2 separate regions of the Arachis hypogaea genome follow, and region 2 is linked to region 1. Evidence: chromatin contacts called from public Hi-C data. All regions are on one chromosome and are shown on one strand. The core of a region is the stretch at or near the end of the contact, and the rest is flanking DNA. Distances in the headings are between cores, read along the strand shown.

Region 1 (6,691 bases), core at 627-3,126:
AACATACACAGAAAAGATCTTGAAAAGATTTTATATGGATAAGTCACATCCATTAAGTACCCCAATGATCGTAAGATCTTTGGATGTGAAAAAGGATCAATTCCGTCCTAAAGAAGAAAATGAAGATATCCTTGGTCCTGAAGTACCATATCTTAGTGCCATTGGAGCGCTAATGTATCTTGCTAATAATACGTGACCCGATATATCATTTGCTGTGAATTTACTAGCAAGATATAGTTCCTCTCCAACCAGAAGACATTGAAGTGGAATCAAACAAATCTTTTGATATCTTCATGGGACGGTTGATATGGGATTGTTTTATCCCTATGGATCCAAGTCACAACTAGTTGGCTATGCAGATGCCGGATACCTGTCTGATCCACATAAAGGGAGGTCTCAAACAGGATACCTATTCACATATGGTGGTACAGCTATATCATGGAGGTCCACGAAACAGACGATAGCAGCAACCTCCTCTAATCATGCTGAAATACTGGCGATTCATGAAGCTAGTCGCGAATGTTTTTGGCTGAGGAGTCTGATTCAATATATTCTGTCATCATGTGGACTAATTGATCATAAGATAGCTCCTACTGTCCTGTTTGAAGATAATACAGCATGCATTGCTCAACTTAAGGGGGGTTACATCAAAGGTGATAGAACAAAACATATTTCTCCCAAATTCTTCTTCACTCATGACCTTCAAAATCAAGGGACAATTGATGTCCAACAGATCCGTTCAAGTGACAATCTGGCAGATTTATTTACAAAGTCACTCCCAAAATCCTCCTTTGAAAGATTGGTACATGAGGTTGGGATGCGCCGATTTCGAGACATTAAATGATGTCGGCAAGAGGGGGAGACTGTACTCTTTTTTCCTTGGTCAGGTTTTTTCCCATTGGGTTTTTCTTGACAAGATTTTTAATGAGGCAGTCCCCATTACAAAGGATATTGTACTCTTTTTCCTTCACTAAGGTTTTTCCCACAGGGTTTTCCTTTAGTAAGGTTTTAACGAGGCAATAATCCTAAATGGACATCCAAGGGGGAGTGTTACGATATGGATGTCCATATCCATTCTATGTCTACTCAGCAAGCACTCTTGGAAAGTACATGCATTTAAGAATGTGCGGTGCATGCTTTCCAACCTTTGAAAATGTGAACCTTGAACTTGTATAAATAGAGGCTAAACCTCTGTACGTGATACAACACAAGCAAATAACAAAATCACTCCTCTTTTATGCTGCAATCAAATACTCTTCTCCTTATATTTTTACTACAATTCTTTCTCTTCTTTTATTTTATAAGTATTTTAAATTCTATTTTCTATTACTCTTTGCATATAATATTAATAGCAATATTAACCATCTTTATTATATTGAGATTGCAACAATAAACAAATGCGATTCTCTCTCTCTTTATTTTTAATACTTCTTTCTATCTTTGTATATATATACACAATACAACATATAATTTTATTATATATATATAAATTATTATTGAGCTAATTATTTTAATACTAGAGTCTTCTATTTATACAACTTTATTATATATATATCTTTTATTTCACAACACTTATTATGTAGATGTCACCATTATTAACACATGAATAATGTTCTTTTTTTTCCCTTCGAAATAGAAATATGAAGTATCAACAATATTCTAATAGCAGCTATTTCAAACAAATTTTTCCTCCAGTCCCAACACAAATTGACCCTTGCCATACAATCTTATAAGTAAGCCCAAAGAGCCCAACAAGCAGCTGGATAGAGACGACCCAAAAAAATCCCGTTACACAAAAAGAAAAGCCGCCTAAGCTAAACCTCTACCAAGCCTTGCAGATGTAACAGTGCTATCAACCTGCTTCCTGACACCACACATCCACAACACGTGTTGATGAACTATACATCTCTGTATATCTACAATCTGTAGACTAGAGTGACCCTATCTTAATTCAATTATACATAAATATACACAAACAAATCATCCAAATCCAATGATCCAATTATTCAAACAGCATCAGATACACAGTTTCACAGAATCACATTATCACAATAATTAATCAATTATTCAAATTCTTATTTCTAAATTGATAAAATCAATTCTCACTGGAGAGTGGAGAGGCGAGAACGAGAGAGAGAGAGACGCAGAGGCAGAGCGGCAGAGACGACGGAGTGGCAAGAGGCGAGTGGCGAGACTGCGAGAGGCGATGACCGAGCAACGAGCCAAGCAGCCAGCGACGAGTCAGCGAAGCAAGCGAGCAGGGCAGGTCAGGTCAGGAGACACCGGGACAGCAAGCCAGCGACAAGCCAACGGCGTCGACGATTCTGCGACAGTGACGCGGATTGCGGACAGATCAGGAGGTGCCGAGGTGGGTGGCGAGCTGTGCAGTTAGCCAGTTACTCGAGGCCGCGAGGGGGAGAACTGGAGAAGAAGGGTTACGCGAGGGGGAGAAAGATAGCAGAGACAAAAACTTAGACAGGAGAGAAGGAGAAGGTTACGGCTTAGGGATTTCAATTTTGGGAGTGGGGTCAAAATTATTTTGGGAGTGGGGGCAACTAAATTTTTTACTGAGAAGTACTCAGTAATTTTTCAAATTCTACAACTGGAAGCTATGAATCCATCCGTCCAGCAATCTTGTATTCAACCACAACTGGAAGCTCATTTGAAAGACTGATGGTAACTTGGTTAGACAATGGTGCTGCCTTTGTGAAAGAGTTCATGTACCGCAATGCAAATGTCAAGGACACAGGCTCATTCATCTCTACAGTAGTGGCTTCTTCAGGCTGCAATATCAATCAGTATGTATTTCAAATTATACGAGAACTAAATTGTACAAACAATAAAGTTATGATTAAAAAAGAACAAATAAATCTCTGTTACCTTGTTCACAGAAGAGTTATGCCTGCAGACAATGTTTGCAGTTCCAATATCATCTTTTGTGGAAAACTTTACACCTTCCTTAGTAACGGAAATGACAACTACAATATTTATCGCTCACTGAACAAATTGTTTCAGCTAAACTATTAACTTCCAAAAGAGAACCATAAAACCCCCGAAAATTCATAGCAAAGCAAATTACCAGTGTCACCAATACTGCAAATCCTAGCAAACTCGGTAGACGGCATTCTAACAATGGCATGGTACTCTGCCTCAGGAATTCCAAGGTGCTCACTGTCGATATCCATCAACTTCATCTCAAAATCAGAAATTTTATCTTGTGCTTCAGGACATAAACAGAAAAAAAAAAAAAGAATAGTCAGATTACAAATATTTTCAATATCCAAAACTTCATAATTCAGATCTTGAATCAAAATGTAATATTAACAGCTGCACTACCAGAAACAGATTCCAATACATGAAAGAAACACAGCTGAACACTATCTTGCTTGAAATTAAACACTAAAGCTTAATTCCTGCATATAAATTTTTACAATCCTAGAAATCCAATCACCAAACACTAAATTTTGTAGCAATTCATTAACAACTGAACTCATATCAACTACAGAATCAAGATCATGCCTCTCATCCCCTTGCAGAATACTAAACTTTCAAACACACAAAAAACAATGTAATAGGTCTTCCCTTTCCAGTACAGTTTTCTAGCAAGAAAGAATCCTAAGCGTCAATAAAAAGTTTAACGAATTAAAATAATACCATATCAAAATTAGCAACTAAAGATCAAACAGAAACAGGAAAATGAACCATGCAGATATAAAACCCTAGAAATAATCGGACAAAATTAAAATGAAAATTGAAATCAAGATTTCTTGGGAAAATGAATAGTACTTGGGCACTCGAATATGAAAGTGACGGTGTCGCTGCCGTCATCGCCCTTGACAGTGATGATGTCATTATTTCCGGCGCACCGTAGCATCTTGGCCATGTTGAGATTCATCCCCATCGAGATGTTGGGTCGCACCGTAGTGCTCGAACCCTTCGGACCGCAGTAGGACCGCCACGAGAGCAACGTGGCTCGAGTCCATGGCCTGGAGTGAGAACCCAGCCGCAGAGCAATCGAAGTTCGCATCGTTCACGAGCTCCCTGATTGCTTCTAGAACCTTCTTCAGCAAAGAGCCTTGCACCAAACGGAGTTCCAGCCAGCATCTTGAAAATGGGGGTGTTGCAGGTTTTCTTGCTTTCTTGCCTTTTAAGATTTTTTATTATGTCTGAACAGAATCAGTAATCTTTTAGCTGAATTGTTACTTTAGAATTATGCAAACATGATACACAATCAAAGATGCAATTCAAAATTCAAAGTGTTATAGAGACATATCACTGAATAATTAGAACAGTCCAATCAAATCAAATGCAAGTAATTCTTTAATTTTAGACCGAACAAATCAAAATCAATAAAAAATTATTATCCAAATTATCAACAATATCAACCTCAAAAATTAAAATAACATATTTAAAGTTTACTAACTAAAATTAATTTTAATTTAAAAATCTTAATTTTAAACTAAGTTAAATTTAAAAATTTAGGTTCAATTAAATTTAAACTAAATTCTAACAATAAAATTAAAATTAAAAAAAAAATTAAGTATTAAATTATAAATACATACCTTCTACTTAAGTAAACTTAACCATTTAATTCTTCAATTATCGAATTTGTTTTATATACATCGCTATAAGATGCACTTGAATACGATAAAAGAGGGAATGTAGGAGAAGAAGACATGACAGATTTTTGAGGACGTGATATTAAATTAAGATCTTCTTGTAACATTTTCACCACTCCTTTTATTGATGGTCTTTTTAATGGATCTATTTGAATACAACATAAGCCCACTAATAAAATCTTTTGTATTATAATTTCATCTTCTTTATCGAAAGCCAAACTCCTGTAATAAATAAAATCTTCATCTAGATCCTTATAAAGCCAATCAGGAAAGTAGGATTCACTGCCAGAGGAATGTTAGGGGGTCAGCAATTTTGGTGTTTTGTAACCATCAATTAGCCATCAATAGTATTTTTAATGGTGTGAGATTACATCTAATGGTGGGAGATCACTCACTTTTGTTTTGATGGTTAAGTGCTGGCCAGAAAACACAAAAGTTGCTGTCCCCTAGACTTTTCCTTCACTGCCATGAGATCCTCTAATATGTGGATCATCTTTTTCCTCCATCATTTCAAGAATTAACATTCCATAACCATACACATCTGACTTGTAAGAAATTCCACCATACGCTCGACTAAACATTTCTGGTGCAATATAACCCGGAGTTCCTCTTATGCTAAATGTTCGCCTACTACTTTTATCATTTTTGCATATTTTAGCTAATCCAAAATCTGCAATTTTTGGACAAAACTTTTCATCAAAAAGCACATTTTGAGGTTTGATATCAAGATGTAAAATTTTTGTATTACATCTTTCATGTAAGTAGTCTAATCCTTGAGTAATGCTACTTACAATATGATATAGTTCTTTCCAATCTAAAATAGAAAAGAGAGAACTGAGAGAGGAACGTCCCTGTTTATATTTATATCTCTCCAAAGAGCCATTGGACATAAATTCATAAATAAGAGCTTGTTTATTCATTTCGTAGCAAAATCCCCAAAGTGAAACAATGTTCACATGAGATGTTCTACTGATGATAACAACCTAATTTACGAATTCTTGCACACTTCCTTTTGACTCCTTAAGTATCTTCACTGCCACTTGACGACCATCATTTAAACTTCCTTTATATACAATACCATATCCTCCTGCTTCCAATTTTTCACAAAATGAATTTGTCATCTGTTTTACTTCTGCATAAGTATATCTTCTTACTAGTGTTATAGTACCATAACTTTCTATCAATCTATCAACTTGCTGATCAATAGAAGTTTTATTTTGTAATAAATGTTTCTTATAATAATAAACAATCACAACAAAGATGATTATAATAACACCAACACCCGCAATTGAAATACCTGCATGTAGACATTGAAGTAAAAAATAATTACAAAATAGAAATTTAGATTAAAATACTATTTAAGTATCATCTTATTAAATAATTAACTGTATATTATTTTATAAATTTTTAGAAAATAGGTAATAAATTAACTAATTTTACAAATCTACCAAAAAATATTAAATATATTATTTTAGTTAATTATGACATGCTACTTGAGAAACTTAATTAAGAGTTAAACCTAATTATAAAATTACAAAACTATTATTATTTATTTTATATTTAACAACCGAATAAACAAAAAAAAACTATAAAGCAATAACTTTAGAGTTAAAAACACCAATGTATGGATATTTAATAATTAATTATTTCTAAATGTATCATGTAATTTTGTAGAGAGTAAAAATATAAAATAAATATATATTATATTTAAAAGTGAAAATAATAATTTTAGTGAATAATTTTTTTTATAAGCCAACAAATATTGTATATGGACAAATGAAATTATATTTGTTTGGTAATGCAAATTTGCATACTAGTTAAATAAAATTTTAAAATATTTTAATTTAAAAGCATCATATTTAACAAAAAAAAAAAATACTAAATAAAGGAAGTTTTTCTCCAGAAAGGTACATCTTTATCCTAGTCTCTTAGTTATGAATTATTTAGAAAGCTTAGATATATATAGCAAACGTTAGGACCCAAATAGCACATCACTCATGACAACTACATATATTTTTAGTTTTATAATAGAACAAATTTTATTTTCCAATACTTTACACAGCCCAACTAAC
Region 2 (6,213 bases), core at 3,658-6,157, 200 kb after region 1:
GATTCATGTTCCATAATTGGGACTTGTAGTACCTGGGTTTAAAAGGTTTAGGTCTCACCCTCTTATTTTTTCCTCTTGAGAAATAAATAGGTTGATTTTGCACATTTTTCACATTTTGGACCCATTTATTATTTGAATTTTGGTGGAAAAAACCTTTGTCTTTTGAGAAAATCCATCAAGTTTTTCTATCAATCATGACTATAGTCTTCATCTTCTGGTTGACGCCTTGTATCCCAGCGTTGTTGACACACTTGTTCAAAGAAGTCTGACCGCCCAACTTTTGTTTTTTCTTAGCTATCTTTTGTTTTAGCTCCTTAGTTTCATTTTCTTTTTCAACAATCTTCTTTTTCAACTTAACCTTTTCTTTCTCTTCAACTTTGTACTTTTCCAACTCTTTTATAGCTTCTTTGTCAAAAACAGCATTGCACTTTGGGCACATAGCAATAGTGCTATCAGATTCTTTATATCTTAGCAAAAAATCTAACAAATCCTCATCAGAACGAGGATAAACTGGCTTCTTATCTCGCTCAAAAACCTTCAAGTCTTTATTTTCATCTTGAACACTAGTCATTGTGGCGTCAATTTCTACCATGTTGACTGAGAAATTGAATGGCTCAACATAATTTGAATCAGCAGCAAACGATTTAGTGTCCACCTTCATAGCAGTTTTATCCTCAAACTTCAACCTTCCCTCCTTAATGGCTTTTTGTATCAAATTCCTAAAACGGACGCAATTATTAGTGGTCTATGAAAATACCGGATGAAACTTACAAAATTTTTTATTCTTTATTTCATCAGCTGAAGGCATCTTTTTTCCTTCCAGTAAAATAAGCTGCTTATCTTTTAATAAAACTTCAAATATTTGATTTTTCTTAGAAATATCAAAAGAATAAGTCTTATTTTTAATTTTGGAATATGAAGAAACTTTTCTTTTCCTTTAACAGGTTTCAAAGATTTGCATACATAAAGAGGACCCCACGTAATTCAGCAATATAAACTTCTTTTTCATCTGAATTACTACTATCGAAAAATAATAAACATATGCAATCTTTTTAGAACCTTTTTTGAAATTTTTTTTTTCTTTCTTAATTTGCTCTATTTGTCTTACTCTCTCAGCTAACTGGAAAAGGTCTAAAGTATGTTGATTAACAAATTTTTCTAACTCCAAATTCTAATCCATTAGTAAGGCTTATTTCCCAATATGCACGTTTGACAGAGAATAAATCTGTAAGGCTAACTTTCAATTCACCTCAGAAAAATTAATCTTGAAAATTTCTTTCTAATTGCGCCCAAGAATGAATGAAAATTGGTCTCAAGTTGGAGAACTACGTAAATGCATTTTTTGTTAAAAAAGAAAGAAAATATCTCATCTTGAGATATTCATTAGAACCTGCTTCCTCAATTTCAACAGTATATCGAGCAATATGCTCTACTGTAGACTCATTTTTTTCTCCAGAAATTTTGTAAGGGATTTTAGAATTTTTCAACTCTTTGGAAGCTTTGCTTGTTAGACACATTCAGGAAAAGCAGACATAAAATATGACTTATTTAAGCAACCAACATTAAATCTAAAATGGTTTAAAACTTGTTCGACATTCCTAGTTAGATTATAATGCCTCCTAAGTTGTTTCGCCTAAGTCTTTCCAACATATCATCAGTATTTTGACCATGTCTAGGCATGTGAATGCCATAATTAGAAATTGCTCCACCATTTTGGTTGACATTATGAAGTTCTAAACCATGGTTATTATTTTCTTCTAAATTTGCCACAGTAGCAATTCTATTAACCTACCTATTTAATTGTTCAATTTTAGTGTTTGTGTTTTCTAAAAGAGGATTTAAAACTGTCACCATTTGATGAGTTAACATGTTTACTAGATCATGATGGCTTTCATCTATCTGTTGCCTAATATTTGCTAAAGATTCGATACTTTGACTAGGTTGATTAACATGTATTGCTCTTGACATGTCAGAAAACACAGGCTTGAAATTTTTTACCCTAATAACAGTAGGTGTATTAGAATTAGATGCACTGTTATTTTCTGTATTAATAGCATGTGAAAAGTTTTGTTGTGATATATGTGAACCTGATCCTAGAAATAGGTATATTTGACATGCCATATGAATTTTGATAAAGTGGATTTTGAAAAGTTGAGTAGAGAGGCACATGCAATCCCTGTGTCACCATGGGGGGATATACCCCGGTGGCAAGCCATAAGGCGACCACTCCACAGTATTTATGTGAGTTGCATTTAACCCTGGATGGACATGACCAACACCATCATGCCTCACTGACAGCAAGGTAGGCTCTGCATTTGAAATCACGGGAGAATTCGCAGACTCATTTCCTCTAGTCTTATCGCTGGAAGTAGAAGAAGATGCTGTAGATGTATTTGGCATGTCAATTGACGTTGATTCCTTAGTCTCTGGAAACACAATCTTTCCACTACGTAACCACATACAAATTCAAAACTCCTGATTTTTTTGACAAATTATAATATATTGACAATGTCCCACTGGGCGTGCCAATTTGTTTTACTCAAATTTTGTTAATGTTTAAAAGAAAATGTGGGTATCTCAATGTCGCAATTGTATCGTCAATAAGAATTAAAAAGGATTGAAAGTAACAAATAAAAAAAGAAATGTAAGGTGTCGAAGGCAAAGTAAATTACACAAATTAAAACAAACAAAAAATTAAAGAGAAGATGAAGAAAGAAACATAAACGTAAAAGAGAAGAACAAGTAAAAGTAGAGAAATTTTATTAATAAAAACTGAAAAAAACAAATGACAGGTGTTGGAGTTAAGAGAAATTATGTAAGATTCTCAATTTTATTCTGTGATGTCCAAGGGCTGAGAGCGTTTTGTATTTCTAAGTATTTTCCAAAAGAAGTGAACTGCCTACAATGTGTTTCTAAAACACTATTTATAGACTGAGAATGGATCCTCTCAATTTTTTTAACAATTGAGGAAGTAAAGTGTGATCTCCTACCATCAATTTTATAAGTGGGACCAAGAATAAATATGAGAGAGAGCAATGAAGGGTTAGAGATCATACTTTACACTCTTTATTTTTTTTATAGACTAACCTAATATCAAGTGACAATTACCCTTTGTATATCGTTTTTGAAAAATTTGAATGGCATCCGTAACTGTCCCGTACTCTTTGCTTGATGTCAATTCAAAAAATTCTAATAAATAACCAAACTGTTAGATGATCGAATTTTAATTAAAATAAATGTAGATATTATATACAGAAACATTACCATATGAGTATATGACTAGTTATTTTTTTCATCATTTTCTTATAAAAATAATATTTTTGTTTAACACTATGACAATCGATTGAATAAGATAAATACCTTTATCGCTTTGCGAAATTCAATCAATTAGGTAACACTACCAATCGATTGAATAAGAAAAAACTCACATTCTATAGCGCAATTCAATCGATTGTTTTAGATCTCCAATCGATTGAATTTTCAAAAAATCTATATTGTCGTGCGCCATTCAAACAATTGAATTGCTAAGAAATACGATTTTCATAATGTTTATAGATGTAACGGATTAAGGATAAAAAATTCGTTGATTCGCACTGTCAAGATATTTATGGAAGTCACGATTAATGAAAGATCTATTTTATTATTATTTTTATTTTTAATTGTTAATAAACATGATAGATGAATAATAAAATAATAATTAATAAAATACGGGATAGATTTTATAATTAAATAATATAAAGGATTAAGTTATAACTAAAATTAAATAAAAACTATTTATCAATTATTAAAAATTAAAAAAATGTGTTTTATTACTAAATCATTTATACTATGTTTGGTTTGATAGACAATGAGTGGAAAGAAAATGAATGGAAAGAAAATAAATGAAAAATGATATTTTTATTTGTTTGATTATCAAAAGAAATAGAAAGAATTTTTTTTGTGTGGTTCCCACTAAAAAAAATTTCTTTCCATCATAAACAAAAAACAAAAAAAAAGTGTTATATTTTTGTATTTTCAATACTACCTTTAGTGAGTTGAAACCCATTTTGGCCCCTGAAATTTTCGACCGGCCTCAATTTCGACCCCCAAATTTATAGTTACCCAATTAACACCCTCAAATATTAGATTGTGACCCACGTTTGCCCCTGTAGCTATCTCCATTAATGGAGATCTGATATGACACGTTAAGTTGACAGAATGTGTATCCACGTGGCACCCAACTTGCTAGAATGGATGTGTGATGAGTGAATGACGTGGCAAAAGTTAAATGAACTCAATTTACAGCCCTCTTTTCCCAATATGTTCGAGACTTTGCCAGAAAAATTGAGTTCATTCAACTTTTGCCACGTCATTCACTCATCACACATCCATTCTAGCAAGCTGGGTGCCACGTGGATATACATTCTGTCAACTTAACGTGCCATATCAGATCTCCGTTAATGGAGATAGCTACAGGGACAAACATGAGTCACAATCTAATATTTGAGAGTGTTAATTGGATAACTATAAATTTGGGGGTCAAAATTGAGGCTGGTCAAAAGTTTCAGGGGCCAAAATGAATTTCAACTCTACCTTTAGTTATATTATTATTAACAATTATTAATATAAATTTAGTTTTAATATATTATTATAATAGAGATTCATATTTAAACATTATATATTAGATAAATAATTTAAATCAAATATATAACATTATAATATTTTATAATATTTATAAAATATAATAAAACATGAATAAATAAAAATATTTATACTTTATTTTATAATAAAAATATTAATATAATTTTATATTATTATAATTTTTTTTATTTCTATCTAAATAAAAATTTTTTTTATTTATTTTTTATTAATTCAAATAGCACACAAATAACTTAATTTTTTATTTTTTTCCTCTTATTTTCTTTCCCACGTTCAAACAAAGTGTTAATCATCGAAATGTGCAACCATCGAATTCTATGTGATGCTTCATAGGTTAAAACCCAGTCTCCATCTATGAACGACCCCAATGGCAACGTTTGAGAGATAAATAGACCTGTCGTAGACTCGTAGCTAGTAGGTTCCCCGTTTCTCCTCAGAACCTCCGCTGGCTAAAGAAAATTGCATTAAAAAAAGGAAAACTAAAAAATAAAAAAAATAAAAACACGCACCATATTATTCGCATTTCGCACATATATTATTCTCTACTATTGAAAATTTTCTCTCTCTTTTTCTTTCTTTCCATATTATACTAGTGTTCTTGGTTGTTGGTGCAAAAACTGTCTCACACACAGAAAGAAAGAAAGAGAGCGCGAGCCTCCATTCTTCTCTTTCTTCCGGCTTTAGGGTTTTCTATTCTCTCCAATGGCCGCTTCTTCCATTCTCAGATCTGCGCTCCTCTCTCCCTCCGATCGCGTCAAGGTCTCTCTCTTCTCCGTCTTCGACCTTCTTAACGTTCCGTTTCCTTCATTTTCTTCGGTTGTCTGTTTTTCCTGCTTTTTCTCAGGAAACGGGGCGGGAAACTTTTTTTGTTTTGACTTTTAGTTAAACTTAATTTGAAATTCGCTTGCCTCTGATTAAGAAGAAAACAGAGGAGAAGGAAAAGTAGCTGCAGCTTTTTATTTCGTGTTTAATTTTTATTTTCTGCGTGGTGTTCCGCTTGTGATTATGAGAGATGTTGAAGAAATTTATGCTGTTGACTCCTGGATTGTAACCATGACAGTGCTTTGTTTTCAATGCTTTGAATGATTTACAGTTTACACTGAAAGCTGGTATCTGATATTTTCTTTTGTCTTTTTCCTCTTTGCTTGAGCTGATGTCTATTCAGAACTTTTTTTTTGTTTAAATTTAAAAAAATGTGTAATAATAATTATTACAAAGATAAGATGATTCTTTGAGCCGACTCTTTTTTAAACGATTAGTGCAGATCAGTTTTCTGCTGTTGAGTTTTTTATTTTGGTGGAAGTGACTGAGTGACTCCAGTTGAGCTGATTCGGTAAAGAAATGAGCCTAATTTTTTGTTTGATCTCAGGTACTGAAAACTTCATAGGAGTTTAAGCACTAAATGAGATAGTTCATGACTTCAAGTTAGATACACAGCATAGTGTCGCTAATGTTAACAGGAATATTATTACCAATCATAGTGCTAATAAGTCGAATATAGTAGTAAAGCTCAACTTGGACTCATGAGCTATGACACTTTATATTGAAATCTTTATGAATCAAGTTGAATATAAC

Evidence for each region. A called contact is a pair of places that touch in the nucleus more often than the background predicts.
Region 2: a Hi-C map of an unstated tissue shows a contact between it and region 1, with 10 times the contacts expected there. The contact joins the promoter of LOC112770780 here to the enhancer-like site in region 1. A contact is called at or near these places in 3 of 8 Hi-C or Micro-C datasets (leaf and an unstated tissue).

Annotation. Positions count from the first base shown.
Region 1 is chr18:95,773,870-95,780,560 of arahy.Tifrunner.gnm2.J5K5, forward strand. It overlaps the pseudogene LOC112770175. Among protein-coding and RNA genes, the nearest start is that of LOC112771912, 22 kb to the left of the region's middle. Within about 2 kb of position 1,877, at least 2 of the 3 cell types and tissues checked have open chromatin away from gene starts, as enhancers often do.
Region 2 is chr18:95,973,018-95,979,230 of arahy.Tifrunner.gnm2.J5K5, forward strand. LOC112770780 (glyceraldehyde-3-phosphate dehydrogenase GAPCP1, chloroplastic) reads left to right here and starts at 4,908. Exons shown (of 14, transcript XM_025815184.3): 1 at 4,908-5,397. The coding sequence starts at 5,341.